Linked DNA regions of Anas platyrhynchos: region 2 is linked to region 1. Evidence: chromatin contacts called from public Hi-C data. All regions are on one chromosome and are shown on one strand. The core of a region is the stretch at or near the end of the contact, and the rest is flanking DNA. Distances in the headings are between cores, read along the strand shown. Region 1 overlaps CAMK1D (calcium/calmodulin dependent protein kinase ID). Region 2 overlaps CAMK1D (calcium/calmodulin dependent protein kinase ID).

Region 1 (4,612 bases), core at 1,554-4,053:
GGGTTATCTGAACCACACGAGTGTTACTAGATGTCCAATTCCCCCTTGAGACACCTAAGTCCCCTTTTAGGCTCACCCTTTGGTGATTTGCTCAGTGTCATGAAGGAAATCAGTGGCAGAGCAAAGCTTGAACACCGGTCTGCTGGTTGGGGCTCTTGCCATGGCCACACTCTTGTGTCCCAGGGTATCATGATGGTCCTGCAGGTCTCACACTGCCCTGCCTGTTGGCATCTGGGGCTTGGGAAGAAGAATTATGGGGTTGTGTGGGGGCTTTTGTGAGTATTAGATGTAATTAGTGCAGTAAAAGTCGTTTCTTTGCCAGCCCTGGTGTTAGTGAGGCCACATTTGGTATGGAGCAGGGGTGGGACCAGATGGACCCAGAGGTCCCTTTCCACCCCGGCCATCCTGGGACTCTGGGATGCTTTAACAGGCCACTGGAGGATAACCAAAGCACTTTGGTCCTTTCCTTAAGACCAGCATAACAGCAGTTTGCTGATTTGACTGCACCAGCTTAGGGAGACTCTGTGCCTTCCTGGCAGTGCCTTGGACTGAACGCCCTCCTTTTTATTACCATTTCTTCTGTTTTCAGCCTCAGAATTGCCATCATGCAGATAATGAGTTGCCCAGACACTTTTGCACTAATACTTGTGCATCAGCATGCAGGCTGCAAGGTGCTGGGTTGCAACAGGGGCAAAGGCTCTCCCTTGCATTATAAACACATACAAGGCACGGGTTTTTTAGGAGCTCAAACAGCATCATTCTTCAGCTAAGTGCACTGAGCTTCTAGTCCTGTGATGCTCAGATCTTGTCTGTATGAGACAGTGTCTGGAGTAGCTACCATACACATGCTTCCTACAGATATGCTGTGTGCCAGAACAAGTCTTAGTGCTCTTAACTAATTGCCCTGCTCCACAAATTGTGTCACAGCTGTGCCACATCCTTCTTCACAACCTCAGGGTCACTGCTGGTCTCACTGGCCACAAACTTGCTTCCTTGTCAAGTCCCGGGTTAACTCTGAGTGAAATCCTCCACCTCTGTAACCAGTGCAGCCCCACGGGTACATCCAGGGCTGCCTCGCTCAATATTTCCCCACTGCAGGATGCCAAAGCTGGATGCATGCAGGACACTCAGATCACTGTGCAGGGCTTGTGAGCCCCACGGTCACAGTGTCTGCTTCATTTTTGTCTCTGAGCTTTTGCAATGCACTCTCACTACCATATTAGCAAAAAAAACCCTCTGTATCCAGCTGTTTTCTCAACTCCCAGGCATTCTTAGTCTGTGTATAAATCACGCAGCCCAGGAGCACAGTGAGAGCTATATTTGCTAGATTATTGTTTGGGTTTGATCTAATCATTAGTTTAGTTTCGGCTTGGGATGGGGGAGGAACTTCTGATTTTAATTTTCACATTGGGCTTGATCTAATCACTGCTTTAGTTTTGATTTGAGGTGGAGGAGGAACTTTTGGTTTTAATTTTCACATAGCTGTGTTTATAACACATGCAAAAGATGCTAAGGAGCTAGGACTGGCACTTAAGAGTATGACTGTAGCATGAAAAAGGAAGATTAAAGCCTTATTTTTTTTTATATCACAGCTGAAATGGTGAAGTCATGCTTTTACCTGCAGAAATGCCCAGGATGTTATCAGATCTTACACCGGCCAAATGAAGTAGACAGCAAGTAAATGTAAATGGAGTCCCTATGAAATGTCCTGAGCTGTTGTGGTGGCATCTCAGAGCACGTTAGCATCATGCCCATCAGCACAAAGATTTATGTCCCCCAGAGGTGGGATAAGGTCTCAGACTGTGTGAGCTGGCTTGCACCTTGTCTGTGGCTGGCAGAAATGATGCTCTTGGGTCATCTCCTGCCACGAACCTCTCTTGAGAGCAGCAAGGCTGAGCTGGGAGGGCAGTTACAGCTGTAATCTGAAGGTGATGCAGTTTCACAGCTTAGGTTTTCGCTGTTGCTTCAGGGTTGCTCATGAATGGGATTTTATGGGGCAGTTTAAGTATGAAATGTGAGACATGGGGGAATTATATCCTGTATGGTCCCCAGGAGGTAAAGCTTAAGGGAAAACTGCATGGGGCACAGCAAAGAGCAGGAGGCAGCAAGATTTGGGGGGGGCTTTGGGATAGTCCTGTTGGATGCTTTGTGGGCTGTGGGAAATAGGGACTGTGTCCTCACTATTCACTCATTCTGCTTTGGGATGGTGCTTTCAAGGAACTGCCTTTGGGATGCTGCTCCTGAGAGGGGGATTTTCATGGTGCTCTCATGTGGGATGGGCACGAGTGTCACCCAGCACCAGCAGTATCTTCAAGCTGCTGGTCAGACCTTGAGAAGATGACCCAGGTACTTGCTGTAAGGTAGAGAGGAGGCTTTGGATGGTGCTGTATTGGGCTTCTGGATGTGGTTTCTGAAGAGCATCTGAGAGCAGCTGGTGCAGTTTTGCTCTTTTTTTTTTTTTTCTTCCCAGTAAAGATTATTTTTTGTATCAGTTATGGCTTTGTTTTTTCAACCATCAGATTCTCCAGTTTGTCATTAATTCACCTACTGAAACATTTTAGGGAAATAGACAAGGGGACGGTAACACAACCTCCTAAACAATTGAGCACGAACTGTAAGGATTTGCTTATTGGCATTGATTTGCTCTCCTGAAAATAAAATTACCATGGGGAGACTTGTGCTGATTAACGAAGAATTAGCCAGAGACTTTTGTTTTCTCTGTCAAGGCAACTCTGTGAAGTGCTGGAGTAGACAGCAGCCTTGGAGCAATAATGTAGAAGCAGATATTTACAGTCTCTCCCAAGGCCATGGGACAGACCCAGTAAAAAACAGAAGGCCTGGCAGTTGGCCAGCCTGCACTGTTAAGAGGCAGGAGCAAATAGCTACCTTTAAAAATAACAGATATAAAAAATCTTCCCTCTTTTCCTGGAGTCTTCATTGTTAGCTTGAACATGTGTCTGTTTTCATCTGCATGATTAGATTCTTGGAATTCATCTCCATGATAAATTGATGATTTCCATTAGAAACATCTCAATGGCCTGGACTAAATCAGCCACCAGTAAGGCAACAATTGAAGAATTATTAAAATAAGCCCAAGGCACATTTCTTTTCTGCAGGACATTCTGAAAACTCTCTCTCTGGTGTTTTGTGCTCTGACTTTATCTTTCAACAAATGCTTTTCCTGCAGGAGTAGACAGGGCTTATCCTTTCAGAATAAAAAGTCGGTTATTGCATGGAATAAAACCAATAGATTTGCGGCTGTGGCACCTGGTTCGGGTCTGCAGTTCTGAACGGGACTGAGCAAGCACGAGGGGTTGGCAGCATCGTCCTTTTATCTCCGTGCCCAGTTGGTTTCACTCAGTGGATTCCCATCATTTTTGGAGGCTGTCCTTTCTGCTGGCCAGTTTTGCCTGGGGCTTTGTCGGCTGCTGGTGGCACCTCATTCCTCCCATGTCCCATGGGGACACCATGGTCAGGGTCTCCTCGTGGAATTCATGAGGAATAACTGAAGAGCAGAAATAGCTCCTTGGTGGCTCACATGCTCAACTGAGGGTTTGGGGTTTGCTTTTTTTTTTTTTTTTTGCTTTTTTTTTTTTTTTTTTCTAGTATGAGGAATTAAGGCCAGATATGGGTTTTTATTTCTTATCATTATTATTTTATTTTTGTAAGAAAATGTCTCTTTTGTGCATCATAAATCTTCTCTTGGGGCCATGAGAGAGTATTTGTGCTGCCCACCCTCCAACCAAAGCACAGTAAATCAGCAGGTCCTCCTGGCCCCCAACATGCCTTATCTGTGCAAGGGGCACAGCTTGGAAATTCTCTGACAGTGGGAGAAGGCAGCTGGCAAGCTGCAATTAGATGTGGACCTTTAGTCACGAGCACTATTCCTGGCCCATCACGAACACATCCTCTGCCAGGCTTCCTGCATGGAGCTGGGAAAGAATGGGTAACACGAAAAATTGCAATGAATGGGGTAGGTGAGAGGGAAGTCTCATATGGGACAGGGTAGGGTGTGCTCGGCATTGTGGATTGCAGAGGGGTTGGAGCAGTGGGGTTTAGAGCAGTATTTTGCCATAAACTGTTTTTAACAGCTTTGGGTTGATTGTGTGTGCAGGTCATCCTTGCTCACCGTGCCCCATGTCCGCTGTCCCCTCTTTAGAGAAGATTGGTTAAGAGAGTAATCCACTTGCATACGATCTAGGGGTTTCCAAATTCAATTTCTGTTACTCCTGGTTCTTACAATGACATTACAAATGGCTTTGCAGCTCCAGTGGAAACTGAATTTACTGACTAAGGATATAATATTGCTCTAAACAGCCGCATAAGTTTTATTTAGCTGAGGCTGCATCCAAGCTGTAATAATTCAGTTTGGTCTCTACCTCAATATTGGAAAAAAATCAGTCTCCACTGTAGAAAATGGGAATATTTTAATTGAACAGTAGTGAGATAAACATCATGAGATGTAGTAAGGTGTAGGACCGAACAAATGATATTCAGAAGAGAGTGGTAATTGGAGACTCTATATTTTATTTAGTTCATTCAGTATTGAAATATGGATATTTAGTACTGGTCCGTATCTGGACCAGGCATGGCCAGATCATTACTGATGCGG
Region 2 (4,612 bases), core at 1,088-3,587, 43 kb after region 1:
CCAATGTGCTCCTGAGCAGAGGTCTCAATGCCTCCTTCCCCCTTGCTCTTGAAAATCTTCCTGTAACATAAATGTCGCTGTTTTGGACCTCTCTGGAGAGAGGTGCTGTGATTCTTGGAGGGTCTGGATCCTGTAGTGATAAACACTGCTCGATCGCCTTTTTGGATCATCGAGGCTGCTCTCCCAGATATCATCTGTTATTTCAGAGTTAGTGGTGAGACCTCATTTTGCCAAACCATTGCTCAAGAAGCATTTTCCACCCGGATTGCTTATGCCAGGAAATAATGAGGCTTTTACTGTTCCTTCTCTCTTTTTAGCCATTATATCTGTTGCAATGGCATCCTTCCCTCCCCTTCCAATGCGGAGGAGGAGGTGGAGAGCTTGATGGTTCTTCTCAGTGGTCAACTATGTCCTTCTCTCAGCCTGGATATAAGCTTCCAGCAAGTCTAGGCTTGAGTTCCTCTGTCTTGTGGCTGTATTTAGTGTCATAGAAGTTGGGGACAAGGGTGCAAGTGTTTAGCCAACAGAGAGGCTACAGTGACTATTATAATGGGGACATCCTATCCCATCTTTTTGTCTAAACACGTATTTTTCAGCATACCTCCCTGTTGCAACCTCACCTTCCATAGTGTTTGCATTGTGTTATCTTCTGCATGTGATCAAAATTAGTGTAAGTGGATAAGTCTCCTGGCTTGGTTGGAGGAGATGATCAGGTAGAGAAGCATAAATGAGGAGGTGGCTCCATGTAGTGACAATTTCTAGCTTTCCCCTTTTACTTCCTCCTGCATAAAACTTTTCCTGCAGTGCCAGATCTTTGGGATCAGCCATAAATTAGGAAGAAATATGTCAAATCATGAATACTTCTAAACACATAGATATAATCTCAATGTGATAAAAATATATATCTATACATAAATTGGCAACCCGGTCATGAGATTTTGTTTGCTTCAATGTATAACATTTGTGAAAATCAAACTGATTCCAAAATATTCCACTGATTTTAGTTACTCAAACAAGTAAATTGATAAGGTTTCCAAGAACTAGATCTTGCAAGATATTGCATTTGTGCCTTTAAGGTTAATAATCTCCTGGAATTTCAGGAAAATGCTCAAGAATAGCCAGCTATTCACATGACTAAATGTTTGTACAGGATCAGACCCTAAAAAAAGTAAATACTTCTTCCTAATGGCCCACTTTTCTGTGCTGTATCTGCTCCCCACATGCCTGCATTTACGTGATGTTTTGCTATTTATAATCAAACGGCCTTGGCAGGAGGACAGTATGTTAAACTTGGAGCTGGCAGAAAAGGAGGCTAATAATTGCAGTGAAGTATGGTAGCAGAAACAGTACAATATGTAAGGCTTGTTGGTATAATGATTACACCGCAGCCTGCACAATCTGTGCATTTATACAGATTTCTCCAGTTTAATATACAGATGACTTATGCTTTCCATTGGAAAAGTGATTTGTTTTATAGCATATCTTTCGCCGAAGTTTGCACTGTTTATGATGTGTTGCAAAGGTGCAATGTTCTATTTCATTGTTCCATTGTGACTTTTCGAAAAGGACATGGAAAATGAAGGTACCAAAAAAGTGGGGTAATTTTGCTGCAGCTTGATACATTTTAATGTTTCCCGAGCTCATATTAATGACAGCAATTAAGTTTATTAAATATATTGCCATGTCAAAACCCACATCCTGTTTAAGGCAGCAGCTCAGGCTGCAGTGATTAAGGGCAAGCAGCAGAAATCCACGGATCTGTTTTTTCCAGCTGTAGGACCACACTGTGCTCCCCATCAGGTCAAGCTGGGTTCTGTGTGCCCCAGGGCTGGCCCCAAATTCAGCCTTGGCCCAGGGGGAAAGAAAAAAGAGTCCTCATAGGGAGAGGAGAAGGCCCAGCAGTTAAGAAGCTGAAGTGGGAGCTGGAAGATGTGCTGTGAACTTATTTGCTTTGTCACGCATTTCCCAAGTGACCTTAAATAGGATTTAGAGCAGTGTGCTGCTGCTGGTTACAGCATTGCAGACAACTGGGGACGTGGAAATTGAAGGGTGTTATATGTATCGCCTCCTTATATTAACTGCATAACTGGAGGGAAGGAGGTTGTGGCACCTAAATTGTTGTGACACCTGTGTTAGTGGATACAAGCGTGGCCTTCACCTTCCCCACTGCTCATGGGGAGGGAGAGCGGATACTTGGGACGTGCCGACATCCATCCCCACCTACGTCAGGAATCGCAAAGCTTTGGCAAGGATCGAACCCCTGCAAATTGTGACCATGACCCTGTGTGTTTATTATGTGCCAGAGAGCACGAGCCAGATAATAATTTCCACCCAGGGAAAGGACATGGTTTACAAAGAGCTCAGTTCTCAGACAATGTTGTTTGAAGTGCGAAAAGGGCTCTCTGAAGGGAACTGCTGATGTTTACAACATTAAATCAAACCCTTGTCGAGTTCATCCCCACACTCTATTTATTTTGGAGCACCACTGATACCGTATGCGTGTGTGTATATTTATACACATGCATGTGTGTATCTGTGCATATATGTGTGTGTGCGTGCATGTATAGAAGAGTTGTGATCCTTCAGCCTTATCCATTCCAGTTAACTCCACGCTTCCTGTCATCATACTCAAGAGTATTTCCAAGCACTGCTTGGCCAGCACGGCGTTTGAGTTGGCTGCCTTCAGTGAGTATGAAGGGTCAGAAAATAATGCTAGATGAAAGACTCTGCTTGCCATCATGGGCAGGGAGGACGCGGCGTGCAACAGACATATGCTTGCAGTATGCTAACAAAGAACCATCTAAAAGGAAACTTACTGTTTTTGTCTTTGTTGGATGTTCCTTTCAAAGCTTAGAAGTGCTATATCTAGATAAATTGCTGTGATAGCTTGGAACCAAAAAAAAAAAAAAAAGCTAACATAAGTTTGAAATAATATCTGATCATTAGATTACATTCCTCTCTTGTACAGGACCATATTTTTATGGTTATTCATGAGCAGAGTCCTTATTAGCTTCAGTGGAAGTATTTGTGATGGACAGTATTCAGATAGTGGACCTTGGTAGCTGATTCTTTGTGCTGAGGCACTCATATATTTGTGACTTGATGGAAGACCAGCTTCAGCACGAAGTTCCCCAAAGAGCAGTCAGGATGTAGCTGCAGAATAGGGTCCCCCAGAGAAAAGTCAGGTCCCAGTTAGGGTCATGAGTCCTTGCTCAGTCCCGGGTGATGGTCAGCATGATAATAGATTGCTTCTGATTGTTCAGATTTATTTAATTTTGTTTTTGTGTAAGTGTGTGGTAGGTAGAAGTAAAATCTTTTAGTGGGCCAACACGTATAGTTGGTAGAAACAATGAAACCTCAGCGCTGACACAGTTAACATCAAAGTGAACTGCAAAGTTAAGAACTATTGCTCAGGGTTTGAGTAGATATGCATCAGTTTGCTTATCTCTGAAAGAGAAGATGGCTGTTTCTCAAGGCAAGTGGAGCAGATTCCTGTAGCAGAATGATATGTGCAGGGGAGGGAGGAAGAAGAAAAAATGCTAAGCTGTTTCTGTCCTAAAAGAAAAAGCAAGACGGCTTATATCTTCTAGATATGGGGAGTTAGAGAAAAGTGGAAGGGAGATTATAACATGCCCTAAAACCAATATCTCTACTAGATTTCATGCGTCAACTTCTCAGCATGGTAACTGAGTTTCATGAATAAACAGATTTAGTACAGATGTGATGACGCTCATGATCCCCACCTCAGGGTGAATTTGTGTGCCCAAAAGCTCATCTGACTTTTCAAACTCTACCAGTTGATTGTATAAAAGATATGACTTCTACCTGCTAACTTCCATCTCTTTCACCTCAGTACTTAAGCCACCACATCTCCAGCAAAACGCGCCAGAGAATGAGTACTAACTTTTCTTCTGGTTTCCTAGAAGTAAAACTATACTCTAAGCACTATAACACTGTGAGTATTTTATAAGATTTATAAGATTGAAGATCCTCCAAGTGCAAAGTACAGTATAAATGCACAGTCCTCATGTTACAGCGTTGCACTGTTAACAGGATAATTCTTCAGAGGCGGCTTGGAGAGCAATCCCACAGCCAGCTTTGGCAGCTGGGGCTATGTTTTGGGCCACACCGTTCAGCATTCCAGCACGTGTTTGAACATCTCCTGCTGAGCTAAACCAGCCCCAGCAGTGCTCTTATTTTCTTCTGATTAAAAACTTGCATCTGCAAGGTGCTAATGCTGCTGAAGAGACCTTAGACGTTGGTTGGTCCCCACCTGTGTAGCATTTCAGGTCTTCACAGGGTGTCCGTCAACCCCTTGGTGAAGTAGACAAGGACTATTCTTATTTGGGAAACATCCAAATACCAAGGCTATTTTTTCAGGATTACCAGAACTATGTCATCAACACAGAGTTAGTGGTGGTAGGAGACAGTTTGTGTGCTATTGGAACCAGCCGTTTCTTACTGAAACCACCGTCATTTTAGAATATGATTCCTAAACTCAATGTATATAATATATATAGTCTGTATTTGAGCTGCATGCCTGATGAAAAGTTTCATATAGCAAAAATGCACTTGTGAGTCCTTCTGGAGACTGATGGGAAAGATCTTCTGG

The links. Hi-C and Micro-C count contacts between places; a contact is called where the count stands out from the background.
Region 2: a contact with region 1 is called in a Hi-C map of F5 follicle, with 2.2 times the contacts expected there. The contact joins two enhancer-like sites. A contact is called at or near these places in 2 of 8 Hi-C or Micro-C datasets (F5 follicle and small yellow follicle).

The regions. Positions count from the first base shown.
Region 1 is chr1:6,876,543-6,881,154 of IASCAAS_PekinDuck_T2T, forward strand. All of the region lies in intron 3 of CAMK1D (calcium/calmodulin dependent protein kinase ID), which reads left to right. Among named protein-coding and RNA genes, the nearest start is that of CCDC3, 110 kb to the right of the region's middle. Within about 2 kb of position 2,804, at least 4 of the 8 cell types and tissues checked have an H3K27ac peak or open chromatin away from gene starts, as enhancers often do. A contact at or near this core is called in F5 follicle and small yellow follicle, where this site is marked.
Region 2 is chr1:6,919,839-6,924,450 of IASCAAS_PekinDuck_T2T, forward strand. All of the region lies in intron 8 of CAMK1D (calcium/calmodulin dependent protein kinase ID), which reads left to right. Among named protein-coding and RNA genes, the nearest start is that of CCDC3, 68 kb to the right of the region's middle. Within about 2 kb of position 2,338, at least 5 of the 8 cell types and tissues checked have an H3K27ac peak or open chromatin away from gene starts, as enhancers often do. A contact at or near this core is called in F5 follicle and small yellow follicle, where this site is marked.